2 separate regions of the Mus musculus genome follow, and region 2 is linked to region 1. A link is a contact called in public HiChIP or PLAC-seq data. All regions are on one chromosome and are shown on one strand. Each heading gives the region's core, a stretch centred on a gene start, on an enhancer-like site or on the middle of the called end of the contact. The rest is flanking DNA. Distances are from core to core; before and after follow the strand shown. Region 1 holds the start of Ctsh (cathepsin H). Region 2 overlaps Rasgrf1 (RAS protein-specific guanine nucleotide-releasing factor 1).

Region 1 (6,322 bases), core at 2,010-4,509:
CGCCAGGGCCAAAAAAAATGGGAATGAGTGGGTAGGGAAGTGGGGGGGAGGGTATGGGGGACTTTTGGGATAGCATTGGAAATGTAATTGAGGAAAATATGTAATAAAAAAAATAAATTAAAAAAAAGAGTTGAATATTTTATATATTTTCTTCTCCTTGAACACCTGCCTTTCTGTCTCACACAAGTTTAGCCTAAGAAAGAATACTTATATTAAATTACCCTATCTCCTTTTCTGCAACACAAAAGTTCAATTAAAATCATCTTTGCTTCCTAATCATTATAAAATTATTCTAGATTAAGCAATAGTCAAAATTATTATGAAGACCTTGATTTTTTTCCCCAAATACATTTTACTCTATGAAAAGTCATTGTTAAACCTACAGAAGTAAAACTTGGGTGGAAATGTATCTTCTGAATGTGTGTTTAGAACAGCATCTGGCTAACTAGCCCAGGCTAGCCTTGAATTCACAATCTTTATGCTTTAGCCCTTTGAGTGCTGAATTGCAGGCATCTGTAATCTGGTCAGATGGCTAGTTTGGAAGTAAAGGGTCTAGTCTGGTTTCACTGGCACCATCTGCGTCCAGATCATTTGGGATGGTTCCATGTTGGCCCAGGGGATTCCTAGGGGTCTGTGCCAACGCAGCAATATGAAGGTCATTGCTATGTGACAGCTACATCTCTATCTAAAAGCTCCAGACTTGCTCCAGAAACTAAGTCAGGACCATAAGGGGGAGGGGCAGGGAGAGGAGCATATTTCCTTAAGACAAGGTCTGAGGGGGGTGCAGGGGATTCCAAACCCAGGTTAAGGGCCTGCTGTGTGGCTGAGGCCTTCAGAGAAGACAAATCTCAGCTGAGGACCAGGTTTCTCAGCAGGCAGGATTTATAGCTAACTTGTGCCTCTTGCAGGTGGTGGTGGTGGTGGTGGTTTCCAAACCAACAAGAGGAAGAAAGCCACAGAATTCTTCAGTGTTGGTGGATGAAAGCACAGAGGACCTCAGACCCATCCCAAGTTTACTCTGATTTAAATGAAATTCATTTCATCAATTTATTTTTTTACATGTGTGTGCACAGTGTGTGTGTGTGTGTGTGTGTGTGTGTGTGTGTGTGCGCGCGCACAGTGTATGGTGCACTGTATACTCACAGAGATGTCCCAAGTTTTCCTTTCTTGCACTCCACTTTACTGAGGAAGGGGTCTTTAATTGAACCCAGAGCTCACCGATTCTAGGTAGTCTAGGTAGCTTGTTTACCCCAAAACCCTTCCATTGTTGCCTCCTGAATACAGTGATTACAGGTAGCTGCTATGTCTGACCAGCTTTTACACAGTTTGGGGGATGACTCTGGCTCTCAGACCTTTATACTAAGGGCTTTACAGACTGAGCTATCTCTTTAAAATGAATGTTTTTACATAGGGCTTGACACATGCCTGGAATCTCAGTAGTTGGAGGATAGACAAGAAGATCAGGAGTTCAAGGTCATCCTTGGCTAGTAAATGAATTAAAAACAGAAACCCAAAAAGGCTGGAGGGGCTCTCAGGGTCCCATCTCTGCCTGAGGATTTATAGGTTAGTTAATAGTTGTGGGGGTGGGGGATTGGCCGCGGAAGGAAAGATACATTTTCTTCAGTGGTGTAGTGGCTGGTAAGGTAAGGTGACCATGTTTTTGATAACCCTAATAAAGCCCAGAGGGTCACAGAAAGATACGAGGGAGGGAGGAATGAGGAGAAAAGGGGATGGGGAGGGGGAGAGAGAGAAAGAGAGAGAAAGAGAAAAAGAGGAGAGAAGAGAGAGAGAGAAAGAGAGAGAGAGAGAGAGAGAGAGAGAGAGAGAGAAAATGAGAGAGAGACTAAGTTTCTAGACTGATTTCGCTGATACAGTCTGAGTCCGGATCGTTTGGGATGTCTTCACACTGCCCGGGAGATCCCCAGAGACCCAAGTCAGCACAGCAATATGAATTTGCTACGTGGCATTTATCTCTCTCTCTGAAAGCCCTAGTTCCAGTGAGTTACAAAACCAAAAAGAAAGAAAGACAAGCTGGTAAGAGAAAGTAGAAATGGGAGGGGGAACAATAGAGGGTAATGAAGGCTGAAATATATCAGGATATATTATAAACACTCATGAAAATGTAATAATGAAACTTATTATTAAGTACAATTAATATATGCTAATAAAATCTTTTTTTTTTTTTTTAAAGGAAGTTTTGTGTGTCCTGCGGAAGGACCATCAGCAGGGCTAGGAAATCCCAGACCACCATCTACTCTCAGCCAGGGGCTTTGATTGACCGGCTCTTTACACTTAAAAATGGCTGGCGCGCTTTAACTTCTGTTTTCACTGTCCATAAATAAACATCTATTAGAACCAGCTACCCGTAGCTGCGTTCGTTCCACAGGTTCCAAAGGTTCGTTTGTAGCCTTTAGGAGTTGCTACAGAGACCAACGTTGTACACAGTAAAATATTTACTGGTTAGTCTCCTGCGGTTGCACTTTGCCAAGAGTTGAGGCGACTTTCCCGAGCCAGCTTTTTCCAGGCACACCACAGACGCTAGGGTTAAAACTTCTGTGGGTGCCCCATGTTCCGCAGGGCAGGGAGTCACCCCAGCACGGCACAGTCGGACTAATAACCCAGGCAGGGCGATCCCCGGGGAGGCCAAGTCCACGGAAAGTACAGGCTGGGATGTCCCGCTCCCTCCCGTGGTGGGACAGGAAAGTTTTGTGCCCTTAGCTGTCCGGCAGAAGGGGCTGAAGGCTTCTGTATCTAGATCTGAGCCAAAAGGACTCTAGGTACCTGCCAGCCTGTTCCTCGGATCACGCAAGACGCGTGTCCCCCGAGACTAGCCCGTCCCTGTTCTCCCTCCGGTGCCCTCGGAGCCCTGCGCCCCACTTTCTCCCTCCTACCTATGGCGTTCACGGTCAGCTCGGCGGTGGCCCCAGTACTCAGCAGCCAGGCCCCAGCGCACAGCAGCGGCAGCGCAGCCCACATCTCGGCGCTCACTGCCCGGTCCCACCGAGTGCCCTCTGAGCCCAGCCTGTGGAAAGGAGGTGGGGCGACTCTGGCCTCCGCCTAGGTGATGATGGTTCCTCTCCTGCCCCCTGTGGCCATTACACTCCTGCTCTTGGGAAGAAGGGTTCTCAGGGTCTGACCCTGAAGGCTAGTCCCTGCCAAGTGGGAGGAAGCGCAGCCTAATCCCCAGTTTCCTGTCTGTCCCCATCTCTGGTAACTCCGTCTCCGTGAAGGTTTCTTGAACCATAGCTCCCTGGCCTTCCCTATAGCTTGAAATGACTTAACCAGAGGGCTGTCTGGACTGCTCACCCCCAACAGGCATTTGGGTTGCTTCCAGGCATTTGCGTTGCTTCCTCCTCCTTCCTCCTTCTTCTTCCTTCTTCTTCTGTTTTGGTTTTTTGAGACAGGGTTTCTCTGTACTCACTTTGTAGACCAGGCTGGCCTTGAACTCAGAAATCCACCTGCCTCTGCCTCCCAAGTGCTGGGATTAAAGGTGTGCGCCACCACACCTGGCTCTTTTTTTCTTCTTACAGTCCCCATATAGCCCAGGCTGTCTTTGAACTTGTAACCCTCCTGTTTCAGCCTCCTTTACAAGTTTCTCCTGGCAGCCCATGGCATTTTGATGAAGGCAGAATGACCTTCCTCTCCTGAGATTCTTTGGTCAGATTCTGTCTTTCTAGTGCCGGGGGAAGAGATTCCAGAAGTCTTTTAGAATTAAGTATAGTAAGGTGGTTCTCTACCTGGGGGTCAAATGACCCTTTAAAAGGGGCCACCTAAGACCATCGAAAAACACAGATATTTATATTATAATTTATAATAGTATCAAATGTACAGTTATGACATAGCAACAAAAATAATCTAATGGTTTGGGGATCACCATAAAATGAGGTTGAAACTACTGGTCTAGTGGCTTTGACCAGTTTTCAGAATTCTATTTAAGAAGCCCTGAGGCTACGGATGTAACTCAGCGAGCATGGTCCATCATGCACAAGGCTCTCATATAAGCCTTGAATAAGTTCAATGCCTAGTACTCCTATAAACACACACACACACTCCCCCCCACCCCCCCCAAATAGCCAAATAGACAAACCGAACCAAAAGCCACCACACAAAGGCACGTCTTTCAGATACTCTGGACATGTGGACACTGAATCTACACTGATCGGTTCTGACAGGCCTGGAGTATGGCTCCAAGGACAGATAGTGTGCAAAGGGCTCCCATTTTAGGATATCTGACTTGATGTGTGTACTGGCTGGTTTTGTGTGTCAACTTGACACAGCTGGAGTTATCACAGAGAAAGAAGCTTCAATTGAGGAAATGCCTCCATGAGATCCAGCTGTAAGGCATTTTCTCAATTAGTGATCAAGGGGGAAAGGCCCCTTGTGGGTGGAACCATCTCTGGGCTGGTAGTCTTGGTTCTATAAGAGAGCAGGCTGAGCAAGCCAGGGGAAGCAAGCCAGTAAGGAACATCCCTCCATGGCCTCTGCATCAGCTCCTGCTTCCTGACCTGCTTGAGTTCCAGTCCTGACTTCCTTGGTGATGAATAGCAGTATGGAAGTGTAAGCCGAATAAACCCTTTCCTCCCCAACTTGCTTCTTGGTCATGATGTTTGTGCAGGAATAGAAACCCTGACTAAGACAATGTGTTTCTGAAAGAAAATGAGATTTTGTATCTTGTAATTCATGTAAAAGAGTTGTCTATGAGTCTAGGCCTGGGGCCGAGAACAAAGCAGAACAGACAGGGCTGTTGTTAAGACAGTCCTAAGAACAGCTTGATTGTACAAGCAGGGCTATCTTGTCTGGGTCAACACCACCTGGCCGGAACCTCCCCTCTGTCTACTGCCCCTTGACGCCAGGTAAAGTCATACATCAACTGGTTGCTATGTGAGCAAGATAAGCCCCCAGCCCACAGGAACAAAGTTCTGATGCCCTTTTTTTTTTTTTTTTTTTTTGGTTTTGGTTTTTTGAGACAGGGTTTCTCTGTATAGCCCTGGCTGTCCTGGAACTCACTTTGTAGACCAGGCTGGCCTCAAACTCAGAAATCCACCTGCCTCTGCCTCCCAAGTGCTGGGAGTAAAGGCGTGCGCCACCATTTTTTTGTTTGTTTTTTTGTTTTTTTCTGATGCCCTTTTGCTAACATGTAATCTTTCTGTTAATGTTTAAATAAGCCAATAGTGTGTCACTATGCTGAATTCCACACCCCTAAGCCCCTTACCCCATAAAAATCCCTAGCTTTCCTCTTTTTTTTTGGGGGGGGGTTTCGAGACAGGGTTTCTCTGTATAGCCCTGGCTGTCCTGGAACTCACTCTGTAGACCAGGCTGGCCTCGAACTCAGAAATCTGCCTGCCTCTGCCTCCCAAGTGCTGTGAGTAAAGGCATGAGCCACCACGCCCGGCCTGACCCCTAGCTTTCGAGCCTCGTGGCCAACATCCTTTATCTCCTGTGTGGGATGCATGTCGGTCCCTGTAGCCTCCCCTCCCCCAGCCTTAATGGTTCCACAGTTTACACCTGGATGGAGCTTGCCGGCTCAATCGTTCTGCCACGCCCACTGCTGGAACCTGCTGCTTTGCTGTTTGGAGCCATACACGTGGTCACCCTGCTATTGGACTCCAAGATTAATTGGTGGGAATTAGGCCCCTCCCCCTTCCTTCATAACTGAGTGCCGGAATAGTAAAAATTGAACCTTGAGCAGAGACCTTTGTCTTGGTTCCTTCCTTATCTCGCGCAGCCCAGCCCCTCTTCTCTTCCAGGTTTCCAAAATGTCTTTCCAGGCTAGAACCCAGGCTGTGATCTGCTGGCCGGACACAACAGGTCCGGAGCTCCGTAATTAAACGTCCTCATGTAATTACATCAAGAGATGGTCCTTCGTGATTTTTTGGGTGCACGCCGAATCGGGAATTGGGTGGGGGTTTCCCCACTAGGTCTAACATTTCAATTTTGAGTTTTGAGCTCTTTCCAGGATGGCAGCTTCAGTGACCTGCGGCTCCAGTCAGCAGAGCTTCTGAGGGGAAGCAGCTGGCATTCTGAAGCAAACTCTGTGAGGCAAATGGCTTGAGCTGTTTTGGTCTTTGGTCTTTATTATGTAATGGGTTTTATTTGACAAATGGTCTAGCCCAACTGTTGGCGAAGGTTGGCTTTTGAACACATTTTCAGTAAGCTGGGCAAAGCCGTGACGTTTGATAAATTGGATATATAGTAAAACGTACTCTTGATTTATATTGTTTTCAACTACAGAAGCTGAGGAGCATTTGCGTTTTATTTATTATGCTTTTTTTTTGTTTTGTTTTTTGGACAAACACATGCATGCATGCACTTTCAATTGTGG
Region 2 (6,322 bases), core at 1,233-3,732, 39 kb after region 1:
ATAGTTGCTCTGGCATTTCTCTGGTAGGTAATGGATGGCAAAGTGATCAACTGCTGGGGTCTGGAGAGTCTATAGGTCTTGTGAGTAGGCAGAGGGACAGGCAGAACTCCTGCGCGGACCCATTGTTGCATGAAGATGCCTCTGGAATGCGGGCTACCATTTTAAACACAACAATGAAGACACAGCACTTACTTTCTCAAAGACTCTCTGAGGTTCTTAAATCTGCCATCTGATGACACAAGCTTTTGGAGCTTGTCAAGCAAAGATTTCGTCTGGAAGGAATCAGAAGCATTTAGTAACATTCAACACACACCCAGGCCCCAAGCCCCGGCTTTAGCCCATCATCCAACAAGCTGATCTTGGGGCTCCAGGCCACATTTGCATTTGAAGACTTTCTGTGCCTCGCAACCTCATCACTGATCTCCTTACGAGTTAGGCTCAGTCTCTGTCACAAGCACCTCTCTTCACATATATTTCCCAGAACACCAAAGTGACCCTGGAAACTGGTGAGATTCTTAGAACTGGTGATCTAGAAGGACTTGGTGAAGGGCATATGCATTTAGAGCAGGAAATAACTAATAAGAATTTTCACGGTCATGAGTTTTTGTTTTCAGTGCTGAGAACTGAATCTGGGGCTTCTGACATACAGTGTAAATGCTTTGCCACGGAGGTATATGCTAGCCTTTAGGACATTTCCACAAGCTGGACAGAATGGATCTGACAATTTTTCACACCTTTATTCTGGTGGGCCAGGAATGCCATCCATGGTCAAGAATTGAGGAAAAGGTTGACAGAGGAACGGATTATCCAAGAGGGAAAGGCTTGGGTGGAAAGGGTGACATGCTTCGAAAAGGGTCTGTAAATGATCATCTAGGCCTGGGCTACACATGAGCTGGGCAGAGGGTAAGCCGCTGGGGTTGTCTGGCGAGAACAGCTGCATTCCCAGGAGAGTGCCCTGCACTGTCTCTGTGCTCGCTTCTCTACGTGCTCTATGGGATGTCTCTTTGAAGTGCTCACTTCCCTTAGTTATAAAAGGGAGGGAGGGATTACATTTCCCCTCCAGATCTGGCCCACAAACTCCAGAATGTAGCCAAGAAACCATGCCGAGATGGCCACCCATCACAAGACCAGGAGTACTGATCAACCCCAGATGGACCAAGTCACAGGCTACAGTGTGTGCAGTCACAGAACATGGCAGTGTGGACATCCATGCTGATGGATGCTCAGCGTGTGCCCTTTGAGGGGGAAGACAGGACAGAGATGTTGACTAGTTTGGCTCCTTCACTAGAAAGAGTGGGAGCTTCGGTGTTTAGATTGGCCCTGCTCAAAGCACAAACACATTCAGATCCAATGACAGACATGCAACTCCATAACAGAATCTACACTAAGTTAAAGCACGTGACTGAGTTTTCTTTAAAACCAACTTTCAGCACCTTGTAATTCGTAGGCTAATCTCTGCCAGAGTCTTGGTGACTATCCATACCAACTCTTCTTATGAAGCTACCCTCTCCTCTCCTTGTCCACTCATGTGCAGAGAAATGACCCAGGATGGATTCAGGTCAGATATGGGGATTTAGCAACAGATATGGGACCTTCTCAGTCTCTGTCACCCACCCTCAGCATACACAAGAGCAAATCCCCATTCCTTAGATATTCCCTAAGGGTAATACAAGGGTAGATATGGTAGATTTTGGAAGATGGATACTTTGAAGCTATGAACATGCATACAGGCTATTTTTTAGTGTGTGTGTGTTTGTGTATGTGTGTGTGACTTGTGAATGTATGTAAAGGTTGAAAGACATGCCTCAGGAGTCCGCCTTCTTCCATAGGCTCTGGAGATTGAACTCAGGTCACAAAGCTTACACATGAACCACTTTACCCACCAAGCTATCTCATTGGCCCTATGTAGGCTACTTCTGTGGAGGAACCATCTATGGCTCTGAGCAGGACACAATTTGTTTCTTCAACAGCCTCATGCCTACTGTGTACATGTCTTTGGGCTGCTGTACTCTATCCAGGATAGAGTTTGGAAGGCCTTAGAGCTTTATTATTGTGTTCCTAAGCACATGATGTGCTTAGATTAGACCTAGAGCTCCCACTTTCTAATGCTCCCTGGGGTGGTAGGCCCCTGGGTCTTGAGGGTCTCTGGACACCAGTGGGCACAAAAGGTAGAAGCTCTAGATATGTTACTGGAATCAAGGAACAAGCAAAGAGTCTACATCAGGAACATTGTCAAGAAGGAAGACACTTCTGTGGCCTCCAAAATACCTTGTTTTTCTGCTTATCAAATCGAAGACATCAGTGATGAAGAATATCTCCTCCCAAAGAGGCTAAGGCACATAGGGAGCTTAAGACTGGCTTTTGTCCCTACAGATTGAGCTTCCCTTGGGTAAGGAACCACAGGCACAGCATGTATTCTTGCTGTCCCATAGTCACATTAGATACTTCCTCAAGGGACAGAGATTGTTTGAAAGATGACGGGGAAGGGAACTGAGAACAGAAAGGAGAAACACAAAATTTCAAAGCACATTTGACCTTCCTGTAGGCCTGGTCTGCATTTGGCATCATGCTTTATTGAATTAGACTGACATACTGAAGAAAGTGATAAAAACGAGACTTGTTTCAGGGTCTTTAGGAAATGTGACCATCTTGTTGGGTCACAAGAGTCCACAGACTACCTGCAGAGAGATAGTGAACCTGTCTTTTGTTGGAAGGGCCATGCACATGGCCTTCCAGAAGCCATCAGAGCCAAGTACAGTGTAGGTGCATAACTACTGCATCAACAGAAAGTCCCGAGAAGCCAGCCAGCAAAAGTTGAGGCCTGCATGTACTTCCAGAGGTAACTTTACTTTTATTAGACCAGGACTGCTGGCTCCTGTTTCTGAACGATGTTCTAGAATGCAGGCCAGGCTACATACACTGACCACTAACTGCTCTTGCTTTAAATTCTTGTGGAAGAGAATGGATAATTTCAGAATGGCCATGGTCCCCATATCCCTTGACTCCACGAGGATGGTAATGCTGAGGAAATATAGCCAAGAAATACAGCATGTGCATTCTAGGAAGAGTCTCGTGGGACAGGAAGTGAAGCCCAGTCTAGGGGATCCCTAGAAAAGGTGCCATAATCCAACAGCACAGGGAGGAAGGAGTAAGATATTGAACTGGAACAGCTCCCTATGACACAGGCTAATCCTTGACAAGCCATATTGACTCAGAAGACTTGGGGCTTCTTCAGGGTTTTGTTCAACCCCTGACTTCAGTTTATGATAGCATGTGCCCGTGTGGCCAGTTGTCCCTGAAGTCCCCAGCTTTGATTCCTTCATGGATTTACTAACAATAAAGATATCTTCCATGACTCTAACTCTGATCTGGGCATCAAGTGTGCCAATGAGGAAGAGGCCCAGTCTCACTGAAATGTAAAGGGGTGGTCCTATAGAACTGAACTGTAGCTCAGTTGTGATCAGGGGCTAGAGTGCCTACAAAGCAGGGAAGGACAGAAGACAGGCACATTACAAAGCTTTCCTGGTTCGGATGCTTATCTAAGTTGGAAGGTTTATGGAGCAGAGGAGTGCTAGTAGGGGTAAGATCACAACCGCTGATGGTTCAAGGAAGATAACAAGAAACAGGCAATAAAGGGAAAATGAAGGAGATATAGAATGCAAATCTAGAGGCCTCTAGAGGCTCTCTCAGCTAAAAGACCGCAGATGCCACTGTCACCTGATAGACGTCTTTTGAGGCTTACTTATCCCTGGTGGTGCTTGTCTCTTCTCTTGCAGAAGTGTGAACCAGGGTTGGGGCACCAAGTTCACCAAGGAAGTGCTGAAGTGCCTCATAGTGTGCTTTGTTAAAGAGACTTCTCCTTATGAGCTACCCCTCACGGCCCTGTGCACAGAACTTTATTGCCTAAGAAGATCCACCTAAATGCTTTTTCAGAATCATGCTCTGTATGAAAAGAGATCAATTTAGATTTAAAATTACCAATTATCCAGTAGGTTACAGTTATCTGGATGGCTGGTGATATTGGAGTCTTAGAAGGGAATATCTTAGCTACTCTTCAAAGTCTGGCTGAGAGTCTTAGGAAGTTACTTGTCTTGCATTGAAGATGTATTGGTACCAATAATTGGTGCCTTATGGCTCCCACTTTGGGATCTTAACTGCCCAAGTAGGAACTGAAGTTTCACAGGTCCACTGCCACATCTGTGGGTTGGATATCTGGTCTTAACTGACACTGTTTTCCTGGAAATCTGAACCCTCTGCTCAGTCCTTTGTTCACGCCTGTTAATTCTGGTTTCCCTGCTCCCAACCCCAGCCCAGGTCCCTTTGGCAGCAGTGCCAGCTTTCTGTCCGCACCTGCTTAGAAACTTTGAGCCATGTCTTTTTGAGACGGAAGATGGCGCTGCGGTTGATGGAGGAGGTGATCTCCAGCACAGCATTGTAGTTGTGCAGGCAGCGACATATGTCGGCCACAGCCACCCACTTCTCGATGGCGCTTGCCCTTGCGCTGATGTCCTCGTTTCGGATAATTTCTGAAGCAATGAAGTTACTGACCTTTAAGCCAATGCAATAAGATAGGAAAAAAGTATGAGGAATAAATATTGTAAAGATAACGAATCATTATTTACAGACACAATTTCTTGTTAAAAAATCCCCAAATGACGAACCAGAAAACTATCAGATGCTTAATATAAAAAGGAGACATTGCCCTATAAATTAGTGATGCTCAATGAAAAAACACAGTGAAGCTGAGGATGGTAGCAATCCCAGTACTTAAGAGGGCTAGGCAGGAGGATGTCAAATTTGAGGCCAGCCTGAGCTACATAGTAAGACCTTACCTCAATAATATAAGATTTAAAAAATAAGCAAAAAATAGTGACAAAGATTTTTGCCACCCAAATAACAAGAGATCTATGAATTACCTCGAAATTTAAGTTAATGAGAACCACATAGGATGTTTCATGGGAGAAAAAAGTTATTGGAGGATGTAAAATGCTTGATTAAGAACCAGTCTTTCATAACTAACCTATGAGTCCAGTGTAAAACAGTTAAACATCCAGTGGAAATTGCTTTGGAACTTGATAGAGTGACTCTAAAGTTCATGAGGAAGAATAAACACGTGTGACAAGCCTGATTCTGAGTGAACTCCCCCCATGTTCCCTTCTGGAATAGGAAACATACTTGGTCTTACATATGCAGTAGGCTGGACTTCCTTGGAATCCTGCTCCCTGCCAACAATCACATTCATACTTATAAATTATGTGTGAGTTACAACTGGAGTGGCTAAGGGGGCAGGGAGCTGGGGCCCAAGCATCAGGAAACTAGAATTGCAAGGAGCTGGGGAATTGGGAAACATCTGCTTCCCTGCATGTTGCCTTGTATCTATAATATTTTTAAAACAGAAAATAAATGAAGTATAATAATAAATGAAAGCATTGCAACGAAATAAATGCATTTATTTGTATGCTAGTAAAAATTAATAAAGTCTCTCAGAGGATAAAAGAGGTAGAGCCATGCTACCAAGAAACCTTTTCTAAAGCAGTTGCTATGACATAGATGCCGTGAAGGGAGGTTGAATTTTATTTTCTTACATTTGTTTATGTATTTCTGTGTGCATGTATGCATGCAGGAGGATGGGTTGGCATATCCCACAGTGCATGTGAGAACAACTTGAGGTAGTTGGTTTTCTCTTTCTACCCTGTGGGTTCCAGTATGGAACTTTGGTTATCAACCTTGGCAGCAGGTTTTCCCACTGAGACATCTTGTCAAAGTAATTAAAATATCTTCCCACATAGAAAACACTGGGATAAAATCCTTTTAAGAAGAAGAACAACAACAACAACAAAAAAAAAAAACCACTTTTTTTTTTTTAATAAAAGAACAAGTCAGTGAGATTCTCCACAGGAGAGAGAAAGAAAAAGAATACTTGTTAATTTATTCTACAAAGCCACCACTGCATTTATACTAGCACCAGAGGCAGGCAACACAAGAAAGAAAAATCAGGTATCCGGTTATGCATATGCTATGGCTGTGTTAGGTTTGTGCCCGAGGCACAGGGCCTTTGAAGATTAGAAAATCTACTGTAACTCTCATTTACCGTATCAATGGATTATAGGAAGGAGGAATCAGATGACCATCTCAGCAGCTGGAGAACAATCTTTGAATAAAAATCAATTTATGAGCTGCTCCTGCAAAGGACCTGGGTTCAGGTCCCAGCACCCATGGTATGCTGCTCACAACCTGTAACTACAGCTCTAGAGGAACCCATGCCTTCTCTGGCCTCAGTCAGCACCTTCATGAATGAGGCATATCATAATATCCTCATAAC

The links. HiChIP or PLAC-seq counts read pairs in DNA pulled down with a chosen protein or histone mark.
Region 2: a contact with region 1 is called in an H3K4me3 HiChIP or PLAC-seq map of bone marrow-derived macrophages, with 3 times the contacts expected there. The contact joins the enhancer-like site here to the promoter of Ctsh in region 1. A contact is called at or near these places in 6 of 484 Hi-C or Micro-C datasets (CD4 T cells, Kupffer cells, bone marrow-derived macrophages and 2 more), 5 of 115 datasets of contacts at active chromatin or transcription factors (bone marrow-derived macrophages, embryonic stem cells, microglia and 1 more) and 4 of 9 other capture datasets (adipose tissue, bone marrow-derived macrophages, liver and 1 more).

The regions. Positions count from the first base shown.
Region 1 is chr9:90,051,204-90,057,525 of GRCm38.p6, reverse strand. It overlaps Ctsh (cathepsin H), which reads right to left and starts at 3,259. Exons shown (of 12, transcript NM_007801.3): 1 at 2,892-3,259. The coding sequence starts at 2,976.
Region 2 is chr9:90,010,986-90,017,307 of GRCm38.p6, reverse strand. Rasgrf1 (RAS protein-specific guanine nucleotide-releasing factor 1) reads right to left here. Exons shown (of 27, transcript NM_011245.2): 23 at 4,351-4,548; 24 at 193-272. Among named protein-coding and RNA genes, the nearest start is that of Ctsh, 40 kb to the left of the region's middle. Within about 2 kb of position 2,482, at least 19 of the 459 cell types and tissues checked have an H3K27ac peak or open chromatin away from gene starts, as enhancers often do. A contact at or near this core is called in Kupffer cells, adipose tissue, bone marrow-derived macrophages and 1 more, where this site is marked.